5 separate regions of the Mus musculus genome follow, and regions 1, 2, 4 and 5 are each linked to region 3. The links are chromatin contacts, called in public Hi-C, Micro-C and promoter capture Hi-C maps. All regions are on one chromosome and are shown on one strand. The core of a region is the stretch at or near the end of the contact, and the rest is flanking DNA. Distances in the headings are between cores, read along the strand shown. Region 1 has its middle 130 kb from the start of Gm34038. Region 2 has its middle 190 kb from the start of Gm34038. Region 3 holds the start of Efna5 (ephrin A5). Region 4 holds the start of Man2a1 (mannosidase 2, alpha 1). Region 5 holds the start of Pja2 (praja ring finger ubiquitin ligase 2).

Region 1 (2,700 bases), core at 131-2,630, 1.3 Mb before region 3:
TTAAAATTTACTCAAGAATCTTGCATTTTCTCATTTCTTCTGAATGTAATTCTTGCATTGATGTCACATTGCTAGAAAGGGCTTCTTTTGCAAATATGCTTATATGATCTTCGCACATAGACATGTATTCTTCTGGGGTTATGTAATATAAATATCATATTTTTCTGTCACCACAATTGGTGAAGCCCAAAATAAGCACTTGGCCTTCTCATGTTAATATAATAACAGACACTCTTGTTTTATAACATACATTGCAGGATATAATAGAAGTCCACATGGGCAAGAAGCTCTGAAATATGTCAAACAAGTCCATAAATCTAAGTCAGATTTCATACATGACAAATAACCATTATCAATCTCATGCTAAGTGAGTGTTTAAATTTTCAGAAATCAAAACAATTGAAAATAAAATCAATCATCATAAAAATCAGAGCTATAGTTCATCAGTCATGAGATGTCAGAAGGTCTCATATTTCCATAACTCCATTCAATCTGAAAGAACCAGAGACAGCTAAAATAAGTTATAAAATCTATAAATGTCACTTTTACTTCCCTCGTGTTTTGAACCTTGGGAAAAAAAGTACAGACTCACAGATTCAACTAAGACGTTTTATGCCACACTACCATGCCCTGTGTGAATAGTTTGATTACAAAGGAATCCTAGAAAGAAATTTCTTTGACAGGCTACATAAACTGATTTGTTTGGGAGGATGCAATTAGTCTATGATCATATTACCCTTTCACTTCCCATGGCCAAACTAATGCCACTTGTTGGAGATGATTAATATATGATGTGTGAATGTATTTATTGTTTCTTTATTTTTATGTTTTGAATGTAGAACACAACGGGGGGGGATCCCTAAATTTCTTCATTAAAATTACAGTTCAGCAATTATTTAAGCTCATCCTGGAATTCTCTCCTATGTACTGCATCTCCTCCATATGCTTCTTGCCAGTTCATGAATGAATAATTTTTCAGAGTTCAGCATCTCCGTGTGAAGTTACTCTCTTCATAGCTTACATTTCTGTTGCTGGCATTTGAGTGCCAGAGCCATCTGGATTGAGTGCCAACTCTGTCAGCACGGTCTTAAGCTGTTTTCCGACACATTTGATCCCGCTATTCTTTTCCTTTGTTAATTTGTATTCTGAGAGAACACAAACCTAGGAAACAAAAGGAAAGACTCCAGCCTTCTCTCTTACTTGAATTTTCACTTATTTGCCTTCGTGGTATCCAGAATTATTTACATCTTTCATCATACTCCATAGCTCCATGTTTTCCCCCATCGTCACCATTATTAAAATAGCAGGAAGTTATTGTGAGTGTACAGAGACCTTCTGCTCCCAGTGCCTGATCAGCAGGGAATGGGACGAGAGCTGGTATGGACTGGCACACAATGGTCTATCTGACAAGCTGCCCGATGACATCGACGGAGGTACTAAAGCACATGATGTGCAAGCAGGTGTTTTTCAGGCCTCAGTGACAGCATTAAAGGCTCGGTTCGGAACCAGTATTTGCCGTGCCAGTTACCCCACTGTGCACAGCGAAGCATAATCTTTACTTTCCAACATCAGTGTTCTAGTAGAGAGATGTTTTATATTTTATAAATTGGAGTGAGTTTGAGATTCTTTACCGGCTTTGTACAAAATCGCTCAACACTTGTCCTCTTGCCCAGCTGTGCCTATGCAGTTTGAGGAGTTAACTGCAGCACTGGACCGATTTTGCTACTTGGAAAATATAGCTTAGAGCAGTGGCATCAGTTTTCTACACCGATAAAACAGATTGCTACATATTTTGTAGTTGAGAAGCACGGAAAACATAGTATCTTTGGTTTTTGATGGCAGTGCTGCATAGTTCCTACTGAGCAGAAATCAAGATGCCTCCCAGCTAACTGTGTACCCACTCTGCAGACATTAGGGAAAAATAACTTTCCTTGATTTTCCAATATCCAGAGACACTTGAGTTCCTCAGTTACCTGGCTCTCTTCCCTCTTCAAAGTCATTGTGGAATTGCCTCTTATTGTGCCAGCTCACACTCAGTTTGTCTTCATGCCTCTCTCACAACCTCTCTGATTCTCATTTGCACTTTTATTTACCCTATAAAGTTTAAAGCTATCCAGAAAAACAAGGAGAATATTTACCCTTAAGGAGATGAATGACCATACTGCTATCTACACATTTAACATCACACACACACACACACACACACACACACACACACACACACACACACACACACATATATATATATATATATATATATATATATATATACATTTATATATGTGTGAATACGTATATATGTGTATATATATGTGTGTATATATATGCATATATGTATACATATATATGTGTATATTTATGTATATTTATAGAGAAAAAGAAAATCATTTTGCCTTAGCTGCAACATTATAATCCCCATATCCCCATATCTTGAAATAATGACCTAATCCAAACCGATTTTATGTTGTGGAGCTCCGTTAGAAAGACATGAATAATTTCAATTTATCCAGTCCAGATAAACTCCCCCAACTCTTTCTAGATCATAAACCATTGAGTTTGTTGTGGTTATTGGCAGGAATGTGAAAGCCGGAGCTCTCTGCCAAGAATCCAGGTGGCTCCAGTAGAGTCTTTTTCCTTCCTGCATTTGGGCATGGCTTGTACAATCCCGGAATGTGGCCAGGAAAAGTTATACATGTTTAA
Region 2 (2,713 bases), core at 16-2,515, 1.6 Mb before region 3:
TATAATTCTTAAAATCATCACAAAATCTTAGTTCAAAATCTGATCTGCCAGAGTTATTAGAATGGCGCTATTATTTTCTTTGAACATTAAAAGTTCTTTATTGTGAGAGGAATAAAATTTTCATAATCTCACCCTTAACCTTTATAGATGTCTTTACCTAATATTAGAAAACTTTAAATTATGTAGGTTTTTTAAAAAAAATTTGTAGGAAACAAAATCATGTCAGATGTGAAACATATCATCTAATGTTGCATATTTTACCTTGAATATAGAATTTTTTGAATCCCATTACGTACCTAATTGTACTGGTCTCAGAATCTGAAAAGTATTTTATGAGAAGAGTGAGTTATATTGTGCAGCTTTAATTTTGACACTAGAGAAAAACGATCTTTATGGGATTAATAGTAATTTCTTCCTTTCTCTTTCTTCCTTTCTTGTTTTTCTTTCTGTTCTTTGCTTTCTCATTTTTTGTCTATACAGTCTTCAAGTCACATTCTCCAAAGGTTTCCCTGTCCCTTAGAGACAGCATTGACGGGTGATGGATAAATATTTTTAATTAGGAGAAACCCCAAAGTAAAGAACTCCCCAGAAGGAGTAGCAGTTGCCCCCATAAAAAATATTTGACACCTGCTTTGTTAAATTAGGACTAACACCTGCTATTCTCCATTCAGAATATTTATGAATTTTAAGCCAAAACTGGAGGCCGAAACTAAGGCTTAATAGTGGTTGAGGATTTAAAATTAAATAAAGCTTAATCTCAACTTATATTTGTGTTAATTACATTTTATTTCACACGTAACATTTGTATTCAGTCTCTTGCCAAAGTTCTGAAAAATAGTAAACCTTAGATGCAATTTAGTGACCAAGTTCAATCTCATTTTGGATATTAACTCAGAAGCCAGGAGACATAACATTTTCTATTTGGTGAAGATGACTTAAGGGAAAACTGATGAATATTTTGGTCTTTATTTCTGAGACATTTGTTTCTAAATAGAACATCATTCACTGTCTGATCTATTCATGATTTAGGGCCAGTATAACCCAATTAACTGTACGAGAAGCCACAGAAACATAACATTTCTTTTAAAAAAAATTGAGCAATCATGAAAAAAAAAATAATGGAGATGAAATCACCAAATGCAGTGTTTAGGGAAACTTCGATGAAAAGATGTGGTTGGAAAAGTATCAGGAGAGGAATGAACAAGCAGAGCATATGGACCTGTGGAGATTAGCATGCAGGGAGAAGCTGAACAGCACAGTGACCATGAAAGACAGGGAGCTGGGCATGTTCAGTGAGAAGCAACGGGGCTCCTAGGCAGAGTAAGAGTGGCATCATTAGATAGGGAAAGTAAGGGCTGATAATTAATGTACTGGGTCCAGTGAAAAATTAAATTTCTGGGACATTTTCATTAAAGAAAGATAACATGTCAATAAGACTCTGCCATATACAGCTTCTGCTTTCTAAAATGTCTTTTGCTTGGTTTTTGTCATTCTTTTTCATTTCTTTTTAAATAGAGGTAAATTAACTTCATTTATAATTTCTATATTGTTAATATTGATTATCATTATATTATACAGTGGCAATTTTAAATGTGACTATTACCTCATATACAGACTCATGAAACTCCCAATATCTGTTTTATAACAAACATATGCCTTTATATGATGCTCTTAACGAGGACATAATCAAAACCTTGAGGTCTGTTTCCTGATGTATACATATTCCTTAAGTCCATTTACAAATGAGTAAGAGAGACTGAAAAGAAAATGAATGGTTTCCCTTCCTTCATGTTCCTTGTATGACCGAATAAGTAGTTAATAGCTAAGTATGCACATATGAGGAGCAAGAGAAAATAATGAGCTGATCATTTTCAGTTTTTAGAGTAAATTCTTTAAACCGGTTCGTATCATGGTTTTGTTTTAATATCACAGTTGCTTCGTAAGGTATGCACTACCATCTGATTACTCAACTGAAGACACAGCTCACTTTATTGGCTCTAGGATTCTTGCAGAAAATGTGTGTATCATGGCAACACTCAGATTCTACATTCAGAGGTAGATGCACCATAAGTGCAGAAAGATACAGAACCCTGGGTCATATCATTTCTTTTTAGATCTGCATTAAAAGATCGTCATATATTCATGGGTGTAGACCATTCTTGGGAACATGGTGAACCTAAGAAATGATCAGATTTCTATAGTTCCTAAGTTAGACGTGCAGACTCCTGAGTGTTCCCTCCTACCTTGTTGCAATGCTGACTGGCTTTATATTGTACAGGTGTTGTGCAAACAACCACAGCTACTCTATTGCTCTGGATTACAATAAATTCTTACTGAGACTCATTCAGTTTGACACTAACTTTCTTGTATTTCTGATCATTCTTGAAACAAGAAGCAGTTTGTTCTACCACTTTGAATGATAAAAGACTCTAAAAAAAAATCCTTGATTTTAGCTTCAGGGCTACAAGGGCCTGTCTCATTCAGCCTGTGATTGGCAGGTATGCAGATGGGCAGAATGTCCAAGTGTTCTGCTGTACTTATACCTTTCCATTCAGACAAACACTTTACTCCTTTAGTCCACTGAAATCATTTCTCAATGACCTGTACAGGTTAAAATTATTGATAATACCTTTCTTTCTCATACCTTTCCACTTTTCAATTATATAGTGAACAACTGTATAAGTACATGCTCATCACCATTACAATAAATTAA
Region 3 (2,700 bases), core at 63-2,562:
TCGCAGGGTGGCTGCGGCAAGCTAGGGCCCAGAGCGTGCGCTAAGGAAGTCCCCGGCGCCCGCTTCCAGCCTCCCGCCAAGCCCGCAGGCTTTGGGGTCGCCTAGACGCTGTCGCAGGTAACCACGCGCGTCCCTCCAGCTGCACAGCGCCAGGCCCCGGGGCGAAGGCTCCCACCTTCCGGCTTGCCAACTCCAGCGGCTCGCTCTGCACTCGTGACGTAACCCGGCATTCGATCAAACTTTCTGGCACCTTAAGCCCACTGGGGGGGAAAGGAGGGTGCCCGAGCTGGGAGAATCCTTTCCAGGGCCAAGCGCGATGGGCCTAGACCGACTTGGCGGTGTGTGTGTGGGGGGGGGGGGGGTCACCTAACAGTTATCTCGCAGTTAAAAAGAACATTAAACCCTAAAGCTTCCGCTTTCCACTCACCCATCCCTCCAACCCCCCTTTGCTTCCCTCTAACCGGTACGCGCTCTCTCTATGCGCGCAAGGAGGTAAAAGAAGGCATTATGTTTAAGTAAAAATTTTAAAATTAAAAAAAAAAGAAAACTTTGATGCTATCTATCAGGATCCCGGCCTCAGCCCCGCGCCCCCCAGGCTCCAGGGAGGACCTCTTGGCAGTACGCACCCGAGGCTACCAGCACCCAAGCTCTAAGCCGGGATCCGGAGGTGCGGGCCAATCTCCCCGACTGGGAAGCGATGGCCCGGGTCCGGGGCTCCCGCCCATTCCCGTGTCTTCCCCGCACCCGGTCGGAGGCAGCGGCTCCGCGCAGCCCTGGGGATTGCTAGCAGCCGCCGGCCCTGCCGCCCTGGCTTAACAAAGAGCGGCGCGGAGCGAGCGCTTCCCGCCGGCGCCGGGCGGCCAGCGGCGTCTGGCGACGCAGGCTCCGAGGGCGCGCGCTGCCTGCGGCTGGTGCGCGCCGCTCCCGGCCGCCGTGTCCCCTGCTCCCGGCCCAGGCCCGCGGAGCCCGAGCTTTTGGCGCCCCCGCCCCGGCCACCTTACCTGGGGTTGCTGCTGTTCCAGTAGACGGCGTAGCGGTCGGCGACGACTTTGGAGCCCGGGTCCTGGCTGAACACACACATCCAGAGCACCAGAAAGAGCAGCGTCAACATCTCCACGTGCAACATCACGCCTAGCCAGCGGCGGAGCCCCCGACGCGCCACTCCGGGGAGAGATCGGGGATCCAGGGGGAGGGAGGGAGAGGGGCAGACGAAGAGAGCGGACGCCAAATAAATAGGAATAAATACGATGAAGGGGCGAGAGGCGCGCGGCGAGCGCGGGAGGAAGAGGAAGAGGAGAGAGAGAAGAAGGAGGCAGTGGCTGGGGCGGGGGGACAAACTCGCACCCCCACTGAAGGGCTCGGGAGGGGAGAAGAATCACAAGACGGAGAGACGCGTGCGTGTGTGCGGTGGCGGCGGCGAGGGCGGGGGTAGGGGTGCGGAGCTGTGTCTCGGGCGGCGGCTGCAAGCCGGTCACCCCGGGAGAGGGAGGTGCGTGCGGGGCCGGGCGGCGGCAGCGCGGGTCGGGGCAGGCGGCGGCGCGCGCTGCACAGTCACGGGGAGTTGAGCGCCGCGGCTGCGGGGAGACATACACCGGCCCGCCGGGCCCGGCTCAGTGTCGGCGCCGCGGTCTGCACGGGCTTCCTCCGCCGCGCTGGGCCCTCACCGTGCGCCCCGCTTTGTTCCAAGTTACTTTGGCGGCCGGAGAGAAACTGCAGGAGGAGGGCGCTGTGTGGAGGGGGGCGGGGGGGGGGGCGTCCTCACACTGGTGTCCCCAGGAGGCTGGAAGCAGTCCGGAGCCTCCCTTCTGTGCCTTGGCCAGGCGACCCCCCGCAAGGCTCGCAGGAGTCCTGTGGACTGCGGTACCCGGAGGTGCGCAGAGAAGAGTGGCGATCTGGATCCGCAAGCCCGGCTCTGCCGGAGTCCTGGAACTGCCCAAAGCCGCAGCCGAGCGCTCAGGCGAGGAGAGGAGGAGCGGGTCTTGCTTCGGAAAAGGCTCCAAGAAAAGTTTGGCTCTTCACGTCTTCCAGCAGGTCCCCAAAGGAGTCCGACCGCAGAGGCAGAGCGAGATGGCACCCCCGGGCGCTGGCTGAGTCGGGGATTTCTCCTGCTAGCTTGTCTTGGCCGGGTGTGGGTGCCGCGGAGTGAATGAAGAGCAGAGGTTGTGAACCAGCCAGCCAGGCGGGGCCGGGATGCCCAAACCTGCAGGGCGACGCCAAGCCAACTGCCGGGCTGAGAAGCGAGAGGGGAAACAATCACTTTCGGATGGAGCCCTCCAAGTCCGGGATGGGCTGATGACAGTCTCCGTTCGCCTTCCGGGAGAGAGGCTGAACCCCCGCACGGCGTGCCCAGAGCCCCGGGGGGGAGCTCTCAGAAGTGTCCCTGGGACTCGGACCTCTCCGGCCCCAACCCCAGCAACTTGTAGAGATTCATCAATCAGTTTGAAACCGGGAGGGAAAAAGGGAGAGGGAGCACACGCGAGCTGCTGGCACCTCCCCGATGACTACATCAGAAAACCTTCCCGATCCGGAGCTGCCTCCTCCTTCCCTCCTTAGGCACAGCAGTAACGAGAGGTGAAAGCCACCGACCGAATCCTAAAACCTCTGCCCAGGCGGGAAAATAAACTTGAGTGCAGCGGCGCGAGCAGCCTGGAGAGGTTGGGAAGACTGGCGAGAAGTAGAAAGGAGGGGAAAAGTCAGTTT
Region 4 (2,767 bases), core at 180-2,679, 1.7 Mb after region 3:
TAGTGGGTACAGGCATTTCTTAGATCCCCCTCTTACTAGATTTTGTCGCCAGATGTCTACATCTGCCTACAAGAGGCTTTGTCAGCCTCCCTTTTCCCCTGGTTTCACCAGGATGTCGCCAAAAGCAAGAGGAAAAGATGAGTCCTTTTTAGGCTCCTCAGATTTCTTGTCTACCTCCCCTTCCAGCCCTGCACAGACCCTTCCAAGGCAGGCTGATCTGGGCGTTCCAGGATAGAAGACGCGACAAGAGGATGGAATCTGGGGAATGAACCACTGTCGCTCTGGACCTTAGGCTGCTGGAGCCCTGGAGGCACCTCTCTGCTGGCCTCAATTCCTGCAAAGCCGCCTCCCTTGTCACTGAAGCCTCTTGAGGTCTTCCTACTGTCAGGGCCCAGTGAGGCAGGCGCTGGGCGGGCCTGGCGGGCGGCGCGCTGTGATTGGGCGCCAGGGGGCCCGCCCCCTCATCCCGGCGCGTCGGGAGGGGGCGGGGCCAGCCGGCTGCCCAGCTCCAGGGCTGCGGGCGCCTATTGACCCAACGGCCGCTGCGCCGCCGCCGCTGCCGCCGCCGCCGTCTCCTCCGGCTCGTGGCGGGCGGTACAGGAGCGCCGAGTGGCGCTGGGGAACCGGCTCTTCCTTTCGCGGCTGCCGCCGCCATCTCCGCGTTCTCGGGGCGGGAAGGAGGGGGTGCTCCACGGCTGCAGCTGGAGCGGGCTCCTCTCCGGGGACGGTCCTCTCCTCCTCCCTCGGCTTGCCTCCTCCCGGCGCTGCCCGCCCCCTGCGCCCTCCGCGTGCAGCCCGGGCCCGCGAGGGGGAAGGTAGGGGCGGCGGGGGCCGGGAGAGGCCGGGGATCGGACGCACACGCCGAGGAAAGTCCTGGATTGCAGCGCTCCGGCGCACAGGGTGCACCCGGGTCGGGCCCCCGCAGTAGCCGCGGCAGGAAGGGGTTCTTCGGCGGGCACGCGGGGGCGGTGTGGCGGGGGTGGGCCTGGGTGTCCCGGCGCTAAGTTGTGGGGCACGGCGCCTCCAGGTCCAGTTCCTTCTTCCGCGCGCTCCTTGCTCCCAGCGCCGCACACTCGGCCCCGGAGCCGCGGAACCCGCGCGTTCTCTGGGCGCGGAGGACACGCCTGCCCTTGTCGAGAAAACTTTTCCTGCCGACTCAGTCGTGCCGGCCCGTGGCAGGAAGTCGGGCAGAGACCTCTCCTCTGACTGCTCCGACCGCCCTACCGGGTAGCGCTATCCTGCAGGAAAGCAAGTTTGTGGGGACCTTTGCCTTGCTCTCCAGGAGTCTGCCTTGCAGGGACGGCCGGCCTTGGGGAGGGCAGCGGGCCAGGGCGTAGGCCGAGGGCGCGTGGTGGCTCCGGAGACGAGGTGCGGAGCGCAGCCGGGACCCGCGCCGTAGCGCGCGAAGGGTGTGCGGCCGGGAGCAGGGAGCCCTCGGCGATCGCCGGCTGGAGTCCTCAGTCTTCTGCCTCCTTCGGGTGAGGACCGCGTCCTGGCCCCGAGTCCATCGAGGAAAATGAAGTTAAGTCGCCAGTTCACCGTGTTTGGCAGCGCGATCTTCTGCGTCGTAATCTTCTCACTCTACCTGATGCTGGACAGGGGTCACTTGGACTACCCTCGGGGCCCGCGCCAGGAGGGCTCCTTTCCGCAGGTAAGCACCTGGTGGCGGGCGCAAGCTGGAGGGCTGGTCCCGGGGCTCGCACTTCTCGGCACCGGGGCAGGGTGAGGCCGCACCCGACGACCGGCAGAGCCTCATCCGGCTTGCTGAGGTTTCGGACCGCTGAGTTTGCAAAGTGCTGGGCGTCATGCGGTGGCAGCCTTGGCACCGGGCAAAAGAGGACATATTCCCACATTTGCACCCGGGCCTGTGGAAGTGGGCTCGGCCACCTGCTGGTGGGGAACCGGTGTGAGTGTCGCCCCTAAGCTAGCTCAGGGTTAAAGCTGCCAGAGGCCGCCCAGATCCCTGAACGCACCGAGGCGCGGAAATTGATTAAACACAGCCCACCTAGGCAGATTTCTGTTTCTGACCCCTTTCCCTTTCACTGTCTCTTAAGAGATAAAAAAGTTTATTTCCTGTTGCAGCCCTTTGAGATATGGATAGTAGGGTTGATTTTAGTGTCGTCATGCTTCAGCTGTTACCTCGGGTTGGTTTGGAGCAGAGTGGGGAAGCGCCTGTTATTCTCTCACTGGAAGCTGTGCGGCGCTCAGTTCTCTGCGGGGTGGTCCAGCTGGCAGAGGAGTTGAACAAACGACCCACCCGAAGTCTTTCAGGAAAAGTTACTAGCAAATAACAAGAAATGGATGCAATAGGTTCTGTGTGGGAGGTGACCACGTAGCAATTGAGAGTGGCCTTTACGGCTTTTCTCTGTTGACACACATACATTTTAGTAGAAGCAGATGTGTGGAGAAATCCGAAGAATCCAAGTGTTGACAAGCTAACAACTAGTTGACCAGAGCAATCTACAACCTACCCGAATAAGGCTGATGTTTTGCCTTTTTTTTTCTTTTAATATGACAGTTTAAATGACTGGAAATAGCCCTTGCCATTTCTTCTGATATGCCAGGGTCAATGGCTTGGTGGGAATTTAATGAAATCGGAACGAGGACTTGCGGATTCTGTCATTAGTACACAGCACTAGAAGTATTTTTTTCTTTTAGAAGTGTGGAAATAAAAAGCTGGCCACAGACAGATGTTTCCAAATGTTTACAGCTTCTGCTTCCCCTATAGAGCACAGAGAGAAAATATATAACACATGCTCTCTGCTGC
Region 5 (2,705 bases), core at 160-2,659, 1.5 Mb after region 3:
TTACCTTTAGTATAAAGCATAACTTTCAACTGCAAGCACTGAAACGGCTTTCAGTAGGAATACTTAATTAAAGTCCATCAAATTAAAGAAATAGGATGTACCCTTAGATAGAAAAAGTATTAGGGAGGCCTACATAAAACGGGAGTCTATGTCCAAGATATATAATTAGAAGAAGCAAGCTTTACACAAATGTGCTCAGCATAGCCCTCACCCCCATCCCTGAAGGAGACAACTCTGCATGTGTGTGTATCTTTCAAGATGCGTTTGTGAAAGCACTTGGAAAGATGACCACCAAACCGAAATACTGGTGGGGCACTGAAGGATGAAAATAGTCACATATTAGTATTTATTTAATACTTCTCTCTTTATACTGCTGAATTTTACACGGAGGGTGCATGTCTGTAATAGAAGAATAAAATTATTTCATATAAAAAGACATGAAATCCAGAAGACAATCACAAACATGTTACGTTTATTTCTGTTATTTTTTTACGTTCCTGTATACACTCATCAAATGACCTGTTAAGTCTTCAGCAATGACTGCCATCTTAAAAGAAATAATAGCAAATATTTCGTGATAAAAATAGAGTAAGGCCTCTTTAAAAAAAAAAAAAAGAATCGTATACTTGACAGAATGAGGATCGTCAAAGCAGTTGTCTATGTAGACATACAATTTTTTTTTTTGTTTTATTTTATTCAACTTGGTCTGGGCAGCTTTCAACTCACCATTTTTAATGTGCGCAAAAAATGATAAACCTGGAGGCATCTTGGGGTGGGGGTGGAGGTGCGGGTGGGGGCGGGGAGGGGAGCCCTGAAGGTGCCTCTGACAGGCGTGCTGGGGCCTAACGCTGACCAAGAAGACGGTAGGCCACTGGCACTGCCTGACAGGGTGCCTGGGCCTCGGTGACAATCGGGGAGGACGCAAATCCGGGAGGCAGGGATGGAAGGCGTGCCGTGCCGGGCCGGGCAGGGGCCCCGCAGGCCTAGTGCGCCACGGTCCTCCGCGGCGGGCCTGAGGGTGGGCGGCACTGGCGGGCCGCGAGGGGCAAGGCGCCGGGTCCTTGACCAGGGCACCAAGGACAGCAGACAGCCGGCGGGAGCGAGCGGGCGGCGGGCGCGGCGGCTCGGGCTAGAGCGCGGCCCCGGGCGGGATGGCCGGAGGCCTCTCAGTCGCCAACCCCACCCACCATGGCCGGCCACGGCTCGGTCCGTTCCTCGGAGACCCCCGAAGCCGAGGCGCCTGGGCAGCGGCTCCCTCACCCAGATCCGCTCTGACAGAATCAGCCAGAATGGAGAGAGAAAAAAATAAAAATTGCCCTCACCGAGATGTGCAGCGGCTCCAGAGCGAGAACAGCGCTCGATCCTCCACCCGCCACCACCGCCTTCTTCTCCGCCTCCGACTCCTCCCCCGCCGAACGCGCAGCGGCTGCAGCGGCGGCGGCGGCGGCGGCGGCGGAAGCAGAGGTGGTGACGGCGGCGGCGGCGGCGGCGCGTCCCGCCCCTTGCGCTGCGAAGGAGGCGGAGGAAGGGAGCGCTTTAGCCCCGCCCCCTGAGGGCGCAGCCAATAGACTTCACGGCCCTCTGCAGGGGGAAAAGCACGCATCCAATCGCAGTCCTAGAAGTAGGCCTACGTCATGGTTGGACGTGGCAGAAAAAGGGAAAATAACTGGGGCTGTCTCTCTGCCTGGCGCCTGCAAGCTCTCTCCCAGGCCCTTCGCGGATTGGCCGAGGAGAGTGGAGACGCGCTTGGCTCCGCCCCCTCTCTGGCCCTGCGCCCGCCCCTGCAGCACTGCGACGTTTGGGCGGGGGCGGGGCGCCGAGGCCCGATCCACTGTCAGGCCTTTTGTGGTTTGGCTGGGAGAAAAGGGCGGGGTCTCCCGAAGGGAAGGGGGTGTGGAGAGCTGAGCGCAGGACTGGCGCAGTTACACTTCTCCCTCCATTCCCGCATGCCCCCCAGCAAAATGGAGGTGCAGAATTCGGTTCCCAAGGCTGTGAGAAGTTACCCAGTATTTGCAATTTGAAGTACAAGAAAAGAAAATCCGAAACCAGTTGCAATTCTGATAGCAGCGAGGGAAAGAAACGTACGAAGAGCTTGTTTGCTGTGGTTCTCTGTGGTGCGTGGTACCCGCCCACCACTGGTCAGACCCTCGCCCTGCTCTCTGATTCTGTTTGTATAAAGCAGCTATAGGTGAGATGTAGATTTGGCCTGACCAGAGTTTAGCAGCTGACAGCTAAGTTATATCGGGTGTCAGGCTCGGAGTTATCAGCTCTCGTCTCATGCAACCAAAATAAATACAACAGCTGGAGTCCCTGGACACCTTGCTTAATTTAAACCCAGTCACAGTTTAAGTTCGTTATGTCAGTGATGCACATGTCCCCTTTTCTCATCCTGAAGCCTGCCTGCTTCTCTGATTACAGCCTAGCTCTCTTCTCTTAACTCCCCGCCCCCACCCCCAGCTTCATCACCCAGAGCTCAAAAGCCCAGGATATATTTATCACGTGGCCTCCCTACCCACACAGATTAAGAGCCCCACTTCTTGTGATGTCCTTTAGCTGTAAAATCTGCCAGTGAACTGAAACTACTTTTTCTACCATCGATGTAAAGAAATGATTCGACATTTCCCATAAAAACACGAGAAATTGCTAGACATTTTGTGAAACCAAGTTTAATTCCCAGAATACCCCAGTAGCATATATTTTACCCG

The links. Promoter capture Hi-C pulls out the DNA fragments that hold promoters and counts their contacts. A called contact is a pair of places that touch in the nucleus more often than the background predicts.
Region 1: a contact with region 3 is called in a Hi-C map of cerebellum, with 1.9 times the contacts expected there. The contact joins the enhancer-like site here to the promoter of Efna5 in region 3. A contact is called at or near these places in 3 of 39 promoter capture datasets (the 3T3-L1 cell line and hippocampal neurons), 1 of 484 Hi-C or Micro-C datasets (cerebellum) and 5 of 115 datasets of contacts at active chromatin or transcription factors (astrocytes, embryonic basal ganglia, embryonic forebrain and 2 more).
Region 2: a Hi-C map of cerebellum shows a contact between it and region 3, with 2.0 times the contacts expected there. The contact joins the enhancer-like site here to the promoter of Efna5 in region 3. A contact is called at or near these places in 7 of 39 promoter capture datasets (the 3T3-L1 cell line, 3T3-L1-derived adipocytes, cranial neural crest and 3 more), 1 of 484 Hi-C or Micro-C datasets (cerebellum) and 7 of 115 datasets of contacts at active chromatin or transcription factors (the NIH/3T3 cell line, astrocytes, embryonic forebrain and 4 more).
Region 4: a contact with region 3 is called in a promoter capture Hi-C map of pre-B cells, with 4 times the contacts expected there. The contact joins the promoter of Man2a1 here to the promoter of Efna5 in region 3. A contact is called at or near these places in 1 of 39 promoter capture datasets (pre-B cells) and 2 of 484 Hi-C or Micro-C datasets (both in embryonic stem cells).
Region 5: a contact with region 3 is called in a Micro-C map of embryonic stem cells, with 5 times the contacts expected there. The contact joins the promoter of Pja2 here to the promoter of Efna5 in region 3. A contact is called at or near these places in 1 of 39 promoter capture datasets (pre-B cells) and 1 of 484 Hi-C or Micro-C datasets (embryonic stem cells).

What each region holds. Positions count from the first base shown.
Region 1 is chr17:61,605,876-61,608,575 of GRCm38.p6, forward strand. No RefSeq gene overlaps it. Among named protein-coding and RNA genes, the nearest start is that of Gm34038, 130 kb to the left of the region's middle. Within about 2 kb of position 1,381, at least 4 of the 459 cell types and tissues checked have an H3K27ac peak or open chromatin away from gene starts, as enhancers often do. A contact at or near this core is called in cerebellum, where this site is marked.
Region 2 is chr17:61,287,511-61,290,223 of GRCm38.p6, forward strand. No RefSeq gene overlaps it. Among named protein-coding and RNA genes, the nearest start is that of Gm34038, 190 kb to the right of the region's middle. Within about 2 kb of position 1,266, at least 1 of the 459 cell types and tissues checked has an H3K27ac peak or open chromatin away from gene starts, as enhancers often do. A contact at or near this core is called in cerebellum, where this site is marked.
Region 3 is chr17:62,880,005-62,882,704 of GRCm38.p6, forward strand. Efna5 (ephrin A5) reads right to left here and starts at 1,313. Exons shown (of 5, transcript NM_207654.2): 1 at 1,002-1,313. The coding sequence starts at 1,126.
Region 4 is chr17:64,600,220-64,602,986 of GRCm38.p6, forward strand. Man2a1 (mannosidase 2, alpha 1) reads left to right here and starts at 1,430. Exons shown (of 22, transcript NM_008549.2): 1 at 1,430-1,651. The coding sequence starts at 1,517.
Region 5 is chr17:64,330,474-64,333,178 of GRCm38.p6, forward strand. It overlaps Pja2 (praja ring finger ubiquitin ligase 2), which reads right to left and starts at 1,410. Exons shown (of 10, transcript NM_001025309.1): 1 at 1,323-1,410.